Linked DNA regions of Sus scrofa: regions 2, 3 and 4 are each linked to region 1. The links are chromatin contacts, called in public Hi-C, HiChIP or PLAC-seq and promoter capture Hi-C maps. All regions are on one chromosome and are shown on one strand. Each heading gives the region's core, a stretch centred on a gene start, on an enhancer-like site or on the middle of the called end of the contact. The rest is flanking DNA. Distances are from core to core; before and after follow the strand shown.

Region 1 (2,745 bases), core at 5-2,504:
AAGCAAAATAATCAACTTTATGTAGTTTATTTTTAAACTCCTCTATTTTCAGTAGCTCATTTTCTTCCTTAACTAAGTCACACCGCTTTGTTCGAGTTCACATCTACCTCTCCCACGTGTCCCCACTAACCGACTCAGTGATTCGCACCCAGCGAGACCGAAGGAGTGGAAACCGTCCTGAAAGGAGCCCTGCCGGCATTTGGTCCCAGGGTAAAGCGCTCCATTTCAGAAGTTCTGAGAAAAGTGTCTTCTTCCGAAACTACCAGTGGAGCAAATCATTTACCTAATTCATTCAAGAGCCTCCATAGGAAGGACTTTGGAGCCTGATGATCCTCATAATTCGGTACTAATGAAAACCCCTTTGGCCCTTCGCTTTCGGCCCCGCGAGAGACGGCATCCGCTCCCAGGACGAGAAGAGCGGGCCTGGCTCGCGGCGGCCCCTCCCCATCTAACCCCAGATGGCACAACCCGAGAGCACAGCGACGACGGCGGCGACTCCAGACGCCGCCCGTGCCACCGTCCTATCCGCCACTGTGCCACTCTCGCCCCCTCTCCTCCAGCGCGGGCCCCTCCCGCTTTCCCTTCCTTCTCACCCTCCCCAGGGCTTTTTATGGGGGTAAGAGGTAAATTGGGAATATTTCCTCTGTCGCGAAACATTCTCCTTCCTCAGCCATCTCCCACTCGGGCGGATTGGAATTAAAATCCGGTAATTCAACTTTGCTGCGAAAACTCGGGTTCCTGGGGAGGGGCCGGAGGGAAGGAAGACCCCGCGGTGAATGCGCAGCCCTAGGAGGCTCCCATCCCGCCTCGCTGCCGCCCGGCGGGGAGGATGAAAGCCGAAGGCCGGGGAGGGGCTGCGCGCTCCCCCGAGGGGGCTAGGGTTTGGGGCGGAGGAGGCCGAGGCTAGGTGGCGAGTGCGGGGCCGGGGCTTCAGGGCTCGCGGGTACCCGGACCCTCTTCCCAGGCTGCGCGCTCCCGGCCCTGCAGGTGCACCCCCTCCGCCCCCTTGCAAGCCCCTCCAAGAAAACCGCCTTCCGGCCCAAGTTCGGTCCTTGGAGGCTTTGAACGTGGCCTTTCAGAAGTTTTTAAAGCTGCTCCGCCCCGCGCAGCATTCAAGGGTCACACTCCCCTCCATCCCTCCACCCGCGCTACAGCTGCAGCACCAGGGGGTGCAGGGAAGGAGTGGGGCGGGGTGTGGGGGGAGGCCGTCGGCAGGCCGAGGCTCAGGGGTCCAAGCACCGCCCAGAAGCGCCAAGCTCGGCCTAGAGCGCTTGGAGATCCGCTCCCGAGCCCAACCTCTGAGGAAGCACAGGCAGACAGCTCCTGCACCGCGCCAGCCACGGGGGGGTGGGGGTGGGGGTGGGGGAGAGGGGAGGGGAGGGGCAGTGGGGAGAGGAAGAGAGACCGGGCGGGGGAAGGGCACAACCACATTACCAGGGTTCCTGTGCTGAGCTGCAGCCAAGGGACTATTTAAACTGGCCTTGAGGGGAGGCAGCTGGTGACCCGCGTCCTCGCCCTCCAAGTTCCCCGCGAATCAGGGCGCCACCTACAGGCAAGTTTCGGATAGCAGGAGGGAGAAAGGGAGACAGCCCGTCAAGGAAAGCCACCCAGGGGAGCAGGACCCTGTTTTCTCCAGGGCCATCTCCCGCTCCTGAGTCTGAGTTCTGAGCTCCAGAGTTATGGATCTACTGGCAGCAGCAAGAGTTCTGAGGGCACTGAGAATGAGCTTTTAGGGAATGAGGAATTGAGGTAGTAAATACAGGAGTTGGAGGATTCATGGACCAAAGTCCCTCTTCTAGGCTGGTCTTAGAAAATGCAGCTTGTTTCGCTGAGAAGAGTGGCTGTGTGGCCGTGGACAAGTTGCTTGATCTTTCCAATCCTTGGTTTCTTCATCCCTTAAAAGAGGTATAGTGGTGCCTGCCTGACAGGGTCTTTTCTAGAATTAAACGAGATAATGTAGATGAGAAACTGCAGGTGCCTTCTAGAGGGAGATTTCATCGATTTCTAATATGGAAAAACTGTCTTTTAACCTAGGAAATCTAACTTATAAGACTTTGTCTAGCTTCTTTCTGTTTGTTGAAGATTAGGGCCTTTGAAGAGGATAGAGAGAGTCAAAGAGGTGTGAGTGTCTGATTAGGATAGAAGGACCAGTTAGTGGAAGTTTTGACAACTGCTCTCTAGCTAACCCCCTTCTTATAGACATATAATAACATATTATATTTATGCATCACTTAGTATTGCTATTTACTATTACCTCATTTAATTTTATCACTTATATGGCATATGTTTTTCCCATATTGAAGATGTGAAAACAAAGACGTGGGGATACAAGCCATAGCTGGTACCTTTTTTTTTTTTTCTTTAAAGAAAATTTCCAACTTAGCAGCTCTAGATCTGTATTTCAGAATCTACCTTTGACATCAATTTATTAAGCACCTACTATGTGCTTGGTTATATATATTAGGAATTTCACATGTGATTCTCAGGTCTCATGTGATTCTCATATCATGTCTGTGAAGCAGGACTTCAAGATCTCCCTTCACAGAAGAGGAGAGCTCGGTTCAGGGAGACCCAGGGCATCATTTAATGTCCTACAGAGAAGTGGTGGAGCCAGGTCATGAGGAGCCCTGATCTTCCGACTATACATCCACGAACCTTCTACTGCACCAAAACTGAGCATATTCCCAACTAGCTTTGGGGCACACATACAAGTTTGGGAAAGGTCACCTGGAGAAGTGGACACCT
Region 2 (2,923 bases), core at 215-2,714, 540 kb before region 1:
TTCCTCTGATATGGTTGTCTCTTGTCTTTCAACTCCCAAACCGTCCCCTCTATGTTCTGCTCTGTGCTGCTGGGTCAGGGTCTGTAAGCTGTGCTTCTCAGAAACTTTTGCCAGTTGGTTTCCTATTAGCTGATGGACTGGCAATGGGAAGAACCAGAGGGAGATTGGAAGACAGAATTAAGTAGAAGGGGCCTTTTCTATTTCTAGTGTTGGCCTCACTGCAGCAGGAACAGCCACAAAGTAGAGCGATGGCTTTAGCCCCCGGTTTTACGTGGCACTCCAGTGTGCTGTTCTCTCGTAGATGTGCCAACACCAGCCAGCCACATCCTTCTGGAGGTCTGATCAGCAGCAGGTAGGCAGGGCCTCTTCTAACCCTCTCTCTTCTCACTTGTTCCCCTAATTTGGCTCCCAGCTGCTTTCTGCAGTTACGAATACTTGGGCTACTTCCGCTTCCCCCTTTTTTGCCCCCTCAACTTCCCATCATTTCTGTAACAAATTCTCCGAATTAAGTCCCTTCTGTTTGAAATACCTAGCTTGGTTTCCACTTTCCTGACTAGACCCTGTCTGATGCAACAGCCATCCTCAGCAGGCCGAGGAGAGGTCTGTGGTTACTTTGGCTGAACACAGCCTGCTGAGACCTAGCTGCCCAGACACCGTGAAGCCCACACCCAACCAGTAAGATGGTTATTAAGATGGTCCTGCCTTCTCTTTCACTGAGAAACTTGGCAGCATCAGCTGCAGATTCCATAGACTTTTTTCTTCCTTCCCAACTAATGTGGGCCCTCCATGCATGGCATTCTTTACAGGGGCGTCTCTCCCTTCTCCTGCCGAACTGAGATCCTCAAGAGAACATGCCCTTGACTGGCGGTCAAGGTCACTGGTGCTCCGTAAGTCCTTCTGAAACATCCTTTTTCAGAAGCAGAAAGAAGCCCATGGTTCCAAGATGAGGGGCTGAGGATTCATGGCTACACCCCGGACCACATGGAGTCGAAGTATTGAGAAGAAGAACGGGACCTCATGCTGAGATAGCGTCTCCCAAGTTGAGTTGGCTCGCTGGAAAACAACTGGATAGGGTATGGGTCTTTATCACAGTTTCCACAGACTTTTTTTAAAAAAAAAAGATGTTTATAAAACAAAAGCCGCATATGATTTGGTATGGTAACATTTTTGAGAATTTTGTTTTTGCACAGCGGAAACCAGGGCTGATGTGGTCATGGTGGAAATGGAGCCAGTTCTGTTACCCCAAAGCACCTCTCCTAAAACACGAATCTGAGTAAGCCAGGCCCGGCCTTGCCAGGAACAGCCAGCATTGTTTGGCTCTTTGGAGAGACTCGCGGGTCAAAACGCTCCAGCCGACGCCAGCAGAGCCCCTCGCACGCACAGCCGGGCTCACCCCTTCCCATGCAGGAGGGCGCCTCCCGGGTCCCTCCTTTGCTCAATCCCACGGGAGTCAAGCGAGGTCACTGTGTGGGGACAGCATCGTGGAGGACACGGCTCCGGCCTTCCTCTCCAGCGCCAGGACCGCCTGGGCAAACGGAGACACCTCTCTTGTTTGCAGTTCTGTTCTCAGGCAGTGAAAGACGCCAAACGAAACATTCAAGTTTCCTGCTGTTTTGAGCCAGATCATGTGAAAACTGAAGAAAATCCATGTTTGCTGGCTTTGAGAACAGGAGTTAACACACTACTTTTTAAGCACAAAGGAAGCAACTTACAAGGGCCAGACTCACGGTGAGGAAGTGAAATGTGGAGGAAACCTATTAAAATGGGGGCTTTGGGAGACCTCCTATTGGCCGTGTCTTCATTTTCCATACAGTTAGCATCGTTGGGTTTCCTTCTGCCTGCCATTCTGTGGTGAAACATTAAATTCCGTGCTGCAAGCAAAAATGGGTGGGTGGGGGAAGAGTTGTTGTATTTTGGAGGCTATGGTCCTATAGAAACAATTTGGAGAGTTTTTATATGTATATTTTCCTAGGAAAATGAAAAGAGATACTTCATTTTTTTGATGCATTCAGTGGTGTGGTGACTCAGGTCTGGACACCAACAGACTAAGCTCCTGCCCTCGGGAGCTCACATGTGGTAAGCGGGGGAGAGGAACCACAAATTTGTAAACTCGGAAATACATCATGTAATTTCTTTCTTTCTTTTTTTTTTTTTAAAGGACTTCTGATTGTTTTAATAATGATTTCTATTTTTTCCATTATAGCTGGTTTACTGCGTTCTGTCAATTTTCTACTGTATAGCAAGGTGACCCATCGTCATGTAATTTCTGACAGTGATAGTGCTTTGAGAAAAAATATTGCAGGGTAAGGAGATAGACAATGAATAGGCAAGTGGTCAGAGAAGGTCCCTAGGAAGACCAGCTCTTTGTGCTGAGAGTTGAAGGACTGGAAGGAGTGAGCCATGCACAGTTCTGGAGGAAGAGCATTCCAAGCAAGGGTGGTGGCCCAAGCTGTGTACGGGAGGGAAACTGGTTGCAGCTGAGATTGGAAAGGTAGGCAGAAGTCAGGGCTTGTGGGCCCCTGTTCCCCACGATAAGGCATCTAGATTTTATTCCAAGTGTTATGGGAAGCCTTTGAAGAACTTTGCTGTCAGCTTACTCTCTACCCAGTTCTAGAAAGAGATAGAGGGAATTTCATCCACTCATTTGACAGTTATTTATGGATCACTAAGCACAGATCAGACTGGATCTAGTGTTTTAAAAATTGTGACCTCTGTCATCAAATGAGGTAATACAAAAGTAAGAAGATAATGTGAACAACCAGAACAAACTTAGCATGAGGAAAGTTCCAGAAGAGATGGGAAAATACTACTACTACTAATAATGTAAGAAGACAAATTACAAATACTATTGCTGATTGATTAATGTGAATGCTATGCACTAGGTACTATTCATGTATTTTTGGGCAATGACTCAATGCCTACG
Region 3 (2,987 bases), core at 65-2,564, 720 kb after region 1:
ACACAGAGCTCAACAGGAGACCGCTCGGAAGATTCACTCTCTTGTCCTCATTTTACAAGCTTGTCCTCATTTACCAGTTTCATCAGCTACATTAATAATAATCACTATTTATCAAGTGTTTTGCATAGGCTCCAAGGCATGATAAATTCACAATAAATATTTATTGAGAAAAAATGAGCATATGCTTAATCCTTGTCAGATACATTACACATTATCTTATTTAATCCTCAAAACAACCAAACGAGTTGGGATATGTGATTAACTCTTTTTTTTTTTTTTTCCAAGATAAAGGAACTTGGGCCTAAAAGAGGTTAGGTAGCTTGCAACATCCAAGCTCTGTGACCTTAAGCAGTGTCAGAGTTAGCGCGGGAATTATATCTCCCACTTTGCTGCTACACCATGCCACAAGACTTTTCTCCAGTCTGCCATTTATGAGCAAACTTCCTATTCTCACTTGCTTCCTTACTCCTCCTCCCCAAGAATTCACCGGGGATCAATCTCTTCCTTTGTCCTGCTTGGTATCTTGGCTGAATTCCTTCTGTTTTCAGAGCCTGAGTTTTTTCATCAGACAAATTAAGGGGGTGGATTAGCTGACTCTTTGAGCTAGTGTTTCTTTCTTCCTTTCTTTCTTTTTCTTTCTTTCTTTCTTGTCTCTTGTCCTTTTAGGGCTGCACCAGCAGCATATGGAGGTTCCTAGGCTAGGGGTCTAATCGACCTGTTGCTGCCGGCCTATGCCAGAGCCACAGCAATGCCAGATCTGAGCCGTGTCTGTGACATACACCACAGGTCACGGCAATGCATCCTTAACCCGCTGAGTAAGGCCAGGGCTCAAACTCGCAAACTCATGGTTCCTAGTTGGATTCGTTTCTGCTGCGCCATGACGGGAACTGGATTAGCTGACTCTTAATTTTCCTTACAATTCTAAAATGCTGATGCTTCCTGAATTTAGTTTCAGAATAAACATGCTGAAGTCCAAATTGCTGGGGATTTCCTCTCTGGCTAAGGAAGCAAAACTCAGTTATGTACTACTTACAGGTTTCTATCAAGAGGATGAAATTTAACCCCAAGTCCATTCTGCCCTTTGGGAATATTTTTCAGATCAAAAACCACTGATCACTTATAGAAGAGGTTATCAGTAGATGGACAAAAAGTGCTATTTCTCCCTTCTCTCTAGTGAGCCAAAGCATCGTTGGCAATTCAGACAGCCAGTTGAGAGTTTTCACCATGTGACAAGCCCAAAGGCATTTCTGAAGCTGCCAGCACAGAGGCCTGTCGAATCTGCTAAGGAACCAGATGCAGCAGATAAAATATCTTCCACAGTTGGCATCTGGGGCTTGTGCTTGCCAGCTGAGAGAAGGCTTTGGGTTGCAGAGGGCTACGGGTGGGGATGGAAGAGAGAGAGCAGCAGAACAAATCAAACACTTTCTCATTAAAGTAGGAGAGAAAGCAAATCTAGAGAGAATTTCACAATTCTGGAAAAAAACTGGATTAAATGAAAGTGAATAATACCTAGGTTTTATATAAATGTCTAGATTATAAGTAGGCCAGTCATCTGTTGTGACCTTGGACATTATTGTTTTATCGAAAGTCTATTACTATTTTATATTTCTAGAATACAACAGTCTTTTTGTTACTGACTCAGTGTGACTGATTTCATCAAGGCAATCTTTATTTATACATATCTTGTATATTAGGTTCTAACCCCCAATAGAAAATACAAATTTAATGATTTAATTATTTTAAATTGTCAAAAGCATTAAATGACTATATGTTGGGCTATGTTTCCCAATTTTGTTTTTCAGAAATATGTTTACTATATAGATTCCTCAAATGTTATTCATTCGATTGCATTCCTTTCTTTTCATCACATATTGACTGAATAGCTACATTAATAAGTGTCATGATTAAAAAGATGAAGTGTTTGTCTTCAAGGAGATTACGACTTAGAGGATCAGAGGAGACATTGCTCCTACAGTCAGTGTGGGGAGTAGGTGTGGGAAGGTGCAGAAGTAGAACGGTAGCTAAATTAAGGACACCTTTCTGTGTGTCATGGTGTTGGTAGGTGGACTTCATACTTTCTAATACAAAGGACATATGTGTGCGTGTGTACATACAAACACCCCTATATATGTATAATAATATATATATTGTATTACATATACAATATATATAATTATATATTGTATTATATACATTGTATTATATATATTGTATTATATATATAATTATATATATAATTATATATTATATATATTGTATTGTATTGTATATATATATATATATACATATTTCCCTTAGTTGCTTTGATTTTTCAAATAACAGATACTGAAAGGGATTTTTATAACTGTCAAAAGTTTTTTTCAAAATAAATCTGTTGCATATTTGGTTTTAATACATTTTATGGATATATCAAAATTACAAAAACATTGGAAGAACGTTACCTATAGCTCTATTCTATATTAAAATCAATGTTAGTTTCTCCATGTTAATTTCTAGAACCTGCTTTTTTAATGTGCTTTCATGACATCATGGATCTTCCAGTTTTTCCATTTTCTAATGCCAATTATTCTTCTGGGGTCTTCTGCCATCACTTTTCTTTATGCTTATACTTCTCATTTTATACCACCACCCCAAACCCCAGAAAAATAAAGAACTACCTGGAACCTATATCTTTCCCTACCTGTCTCCATAGTCAAGCACAAATCCTAAACAATCAGTAATTTTTATATTTGTTTTTTCTAAAATAAATGTCATATCACACACTATCCCCTTCATCTTACATTTCTCCCTTAACCAAACCATTACCAACAACTAGTGATGGACACTATTTTCAACCAGGGTATTTTAAACTAAAACTAATGCTGAAAAGACTATTCTATATATACAGAATATATTTTTCTCTATGGAATATATTTTCAGAAGTAGGATTACTAGACAAATGGTATATATATATGTACATATATATACATATACATATATATACATAT
Region 4 (3,083 bases), core at 492-2,991, 640 kb before region 1:
AGGGATCAAATCCTCAACCTCAGGGTTCCTAGTCGGATTTGTTAACCACTGAGCCACGATGGGAACTCCTTTTCTCTTTATTTTTTAAGTAGGGTCTCATCTAAGGCTGGGTATATAATAAATTCTTGATAAACATTTTTGTGTAGGGGAAGAAGGAGGGAAAGAGAGAGAAAGAAGGAAAGGAAGACTCTAAGAGGAAAGGTGGGGCGGAGATAAGGTATAAGTTCAATTAAAACAATTTAAAATTTGAACTAGTAGAAGTTCCCGTCTACTAGTTCCGGCTTTGTCATGAGCTGTGGTGTAGGTCACAGACGCAGCTCGGATCTGGCGTTGCTGTGGCTCTGGTGTAGGCTGTCGGCTACAGCTCCGATTCGATCCCTAGCCTGGGAACCTCCATATGCCTCTGGTGCGGCCCTAAAAAGACAAAAAAAAAAAAAAAAAAAGAAAAAAGACCCCCCGCAAAATTGAACCACTAAATTTACCCTTAAATCTTTAAGTATAAACGTTTTAATTTTTAAAATAGCACAGTTAATGTTGCAAAATTGGTTTAAGAAAAAAAAAATTTTTTTTTGTCATTTTAGGGCCACACCTGTGGCACATGGAGGTTCCCAGGCTAGGGGTGGAATTGAAGCTGTAGCTGCTAACCTACGGCACAACAATGCTGAATCTGAGTTGTGTCTTCCACCTACACCACAGGTCAAGGCAATGCCGGATTCTTAACCCACTGAGTGAGGCCAGGGATTGAACCCACTTCCTCATGAATCCCAGTCAAGTTCGTTACAGCTGAGCCACAACAGGAGCTCCCAAGAAAGTGTTTAAATGTAGTTACAATACTAAGTTATTATTGCAAATAGTTTCATATCTTCTCATTCAAAAGCGATACGCCTCCTGTTATCTCAAGGTTGTCAAAGTGTGGTCTCTAGACCAGCAATATCAGCATAGCTAGGCAATTAATTAGAAACGCAAATTATCCTACCCATTCTACATCTTCAGAATCAGAAAATGAGGCGGGCTCAACCTTCTGCGTTTCAACAAATACTCCAGGTGATACTAATGCTCCCGAAAATTTGGAACCACCACACAACACAATTAGTACTTAGTCCCACGGTGGCGAAGAGGCACCAAACGCAGTATTTTTATATTAGCGAAAAAAGATTAAATTTTCACTAAAAAAGTACACATTTTGTTTGGTATAGAAGATACCTCCAGAGAAGAGATGGAGGAAAAAACCCTCCAACTTTTCACTTGGCTTAAACTCTTTGTCTCCTCTTGTTTTTAGGCCCTTTCCTTCACTTCACTTTTACTGATAAAGATAAAGGTGCAGTGCTTATCTTTGTGATACAGCGTCCTCAAGATCTATTCGTAAAAGCTCCTCCTCTAAGAAAAAGGCCAGGCCATTATATCCTGAGAGCACAGAGTCTGAAATCGGGGAAACGTCAATTCTGTTCTAACTCAGTAACTAAGGTCAACATGCTTTTCAGCGTCTCTGAGACTGGTTCGTTATCTGTCAACCCAAATCCTACTAGACTAATGGAGATAATGTTTGTAAGATGTTTATCAAATCTCCGGGCGCCGCTGGCACTTCTGCAGATGGAGGGCAGCGGATTTTCCAAGCCAGCTTTTTTCCTCGGGCTTTGAAAGACCAATCAAATCTCTTCGAGCTGATTCTGCAGGCCTAGAGGGAGGCTCTACTCCAGCCCTTGCAGGGTCCCTTTAAGAGCCTCCCTCCCATGGTCCGACTCCGCCCGGCTCCCGGGCGAGGGCGGAACCGGAAGTTGTGGGGGACGCCCCGGTGCTCAGCATGGCGGCCGCCTGGCCCTCCAGGCCGGCTGCTCCCGACACAGTGGCCGCCCGGTTCCTCGGTGTCCTGTGGTTCATATCAGCCACCACTGGACCTTGGGGAGCTGCCGCCGGCGGCAGCGAGGAGCCACTTAAGTGCGAGGACCTCAAAGTGGGACAATATCCTCTATGAGGAGCCCCCAGTGGGGGCAAGGTAGATTTCGGGTTGAGAGTGGGTTGTGGACCTCAATACCGGCTAGGATTGGACTGAAGGGAACGGTGACCTGTGTCCTCTAATGACCTCGGGACCTCGCGGGGGCGGGGGGTGAAGAGAGATGTGGGGGTGGGACGGACAGAGGCCATCCTGTGAGTTCCTTGGGATTTTACTGTTCCTTGGCGCTTCCCCTTCTTATCCACCTTTCTTCTTTCCTTTCCTTCCTCCCTCCTTCCTTCCCGGTGAGTTTGTTTGTTCAGTAAACACATAAATGCTGAAGTATGTAGGGTCCTGTTTCTAGGCACTAGTATTAAATTAAATGATTGATAGACCCTACCGCGGAAATTTGCCCACTTAGAGGGAAACACAGTAGTTAATAACGATATAGCCAATGTATGCTACCCATTTATCATTAACTTTACACTTACTATCTTATATCCTCTAAATCTCCATGAGAAACTGAGGCAGTTCATCAGTTAGGTAGATCTGTTCATCAGTTTATTTTTAGCTCTGATAAAGAGAGGAGTTAGGTAGGTCTGTTAATCAGTTTATTTCTGCTCTCACTGTCATGGGGCAAATTCCTGCTCCACTTTGTAACCGTGGACAAGTTATTTGAACTCTGTTTTCTCATGAGTAAGAATGTAGATAACAGTGGTACCAACCTAAAGGTTTGTTTTGATAAACTGGTACAGGTAGAAGGTAAGTCACTTAGAACAATGCCTGGAACACAGGAGTAGGGGCTATATGTGTAAGCTGTTTATTTACTGATGAGAAACTGAGGCTGTTCATCAGTTTATTTTTAGCTTTGATAAAGAGAGGAATTAGGTAGATCTGTTCTTCAGTTTTCAGTCAGATCTCTAGAAACTGATTTTTTTTAACCTAAAATTCTCTTAATAATTTGGTGACAATTTTTATTTTAATTTTTTCTTTGTGCTTTGTACATAAACACTGACCGATGTTCTTTAAAGATAGCACCCTCTGCTAGAGTTTTAACAGATGTTAGTATACTTTTCCTATAATAAATTCATGTTCAGGTCTTATTTAGTGACACCGAAAATATATCTGTGCCCGTACCTGTTGACTTGGACAA

Evidence for each region. Promoter capture Hi-C pulls out the DNA fragments that hold promoters and counts their contacts. Hi-C and Micro-C count contacts between places; a contact is called where the count stands out from the background. HiChIP or PLAC-seq counts read pairs in DNA pulled down with a chosen protein or histone mark.
Region 2: an H3K27ac HiChIP or PLAC-seq map of skeletal muscle shows a contact between it and region 1. The contact joins two enhancer-like sites. A contact is called at or near these places in 2 of 2 datasets of contacts at active chromatin or transcription factors (alveolar macrophages and skeletal muscle).
Region 3: a contact with region 1 is called in a Hi-C map of subcutaneous adipose tissue, with 2.7 times the contacts expected there. The contact joins two enhancer-like sites. A contact is called at or near these places in 12 of 47 Hi-C or Micro-C datasets (brain, embryonic fibroblasts, epiblast stem cells and 7 more) and 2 of 2 datasets of contacts at active chromatin or transcription factors (alveolar macrophages and skeletal muscle).
Region 4: a contact with region 1 is called in a promoter capture Hi-C map of fetal skeletal muscle, with 4 times the contacts expected there. The contact joins the promoter of TM2D1 here to the enhancer-like site in region 1. A contact is called at or near these places in 4 of 5 promoter capture datasets (fetal liver, fetal skeletal muscle and liver), 8 of 47 Hi-C or Micro-C datasets (embryonic fibroblasts, heart right ventricle, liver and 3 more) and 1 of 2 datasets of contacts at active chromatin or transcription factors (skeletal muscle).

The regions. Positions count from the first base shown.
Region 1 is chr6:151,250,692-151,253,436 of Sscrofa11.1, forward strand. It overlaps LOC106507659 (a long non-coding RNA gene), which reads left to right. Exons shown (of 2, transcript XR_002345466.1): 2 at 1-715. Among named protein-coding and RNA genes, the nearest start is that of NFIA, 22 kb to the left of the region's middle. Within about 2 kb of position 1,255, at least 41 of the 83 cell types and tissues checked have an H3K27ac peak or open chromatin away from gene starts, as enhancers often do. A contact at or near this core is called in fetal liver, fetal skeletal muscle, liver and 3 more, where this site is marked.
Region 2 is chr6:150,715,212-150,718,134 of Sscrofa11.1, forward strand. No RefSeq gene overlaps it. Among named protein-coding and RNA genes, the nearest start is that of TM2D1, 100 kb to the left of the region's middle. Within about 2 kb of position 1,465, at least 7 of the 83 cell types and tissues checked have an H3K27ac peak or open chromatin away from gene starts, as enhancers often do. A contact at or near this core is called in skeletal muscle, where this site is marked.
Region 3 is chr6:151,967,992-151,970,978 of Sscrofa11.1, forward strand. No RefSeq gene overlaps it. Among named protein-coding and RNA genes, the nearest start is that of C6H1orf87, 200 kb to the right of the region's middle. Within about 2 kb of position 1,315, at least 6 of the 83 cell types and tissues checked have an H3K27ac peak or open chromatin away from gene starts, as enhancers often do. A contact at or near this core is called in subcutaneous adipose tissue, where this site is marked.
Region 4 is chr6:150,613,570-150,616,652 of Sscrofa11.1, forward strand. It overlaps TM2D1 (TM2 domain-containing protein 1), which reads left to right and starts at 1,742. Exons shown (of 7, transcript XM_013988894.2): 1 at 1,742-1,959. The coding sequence starts at 1,802.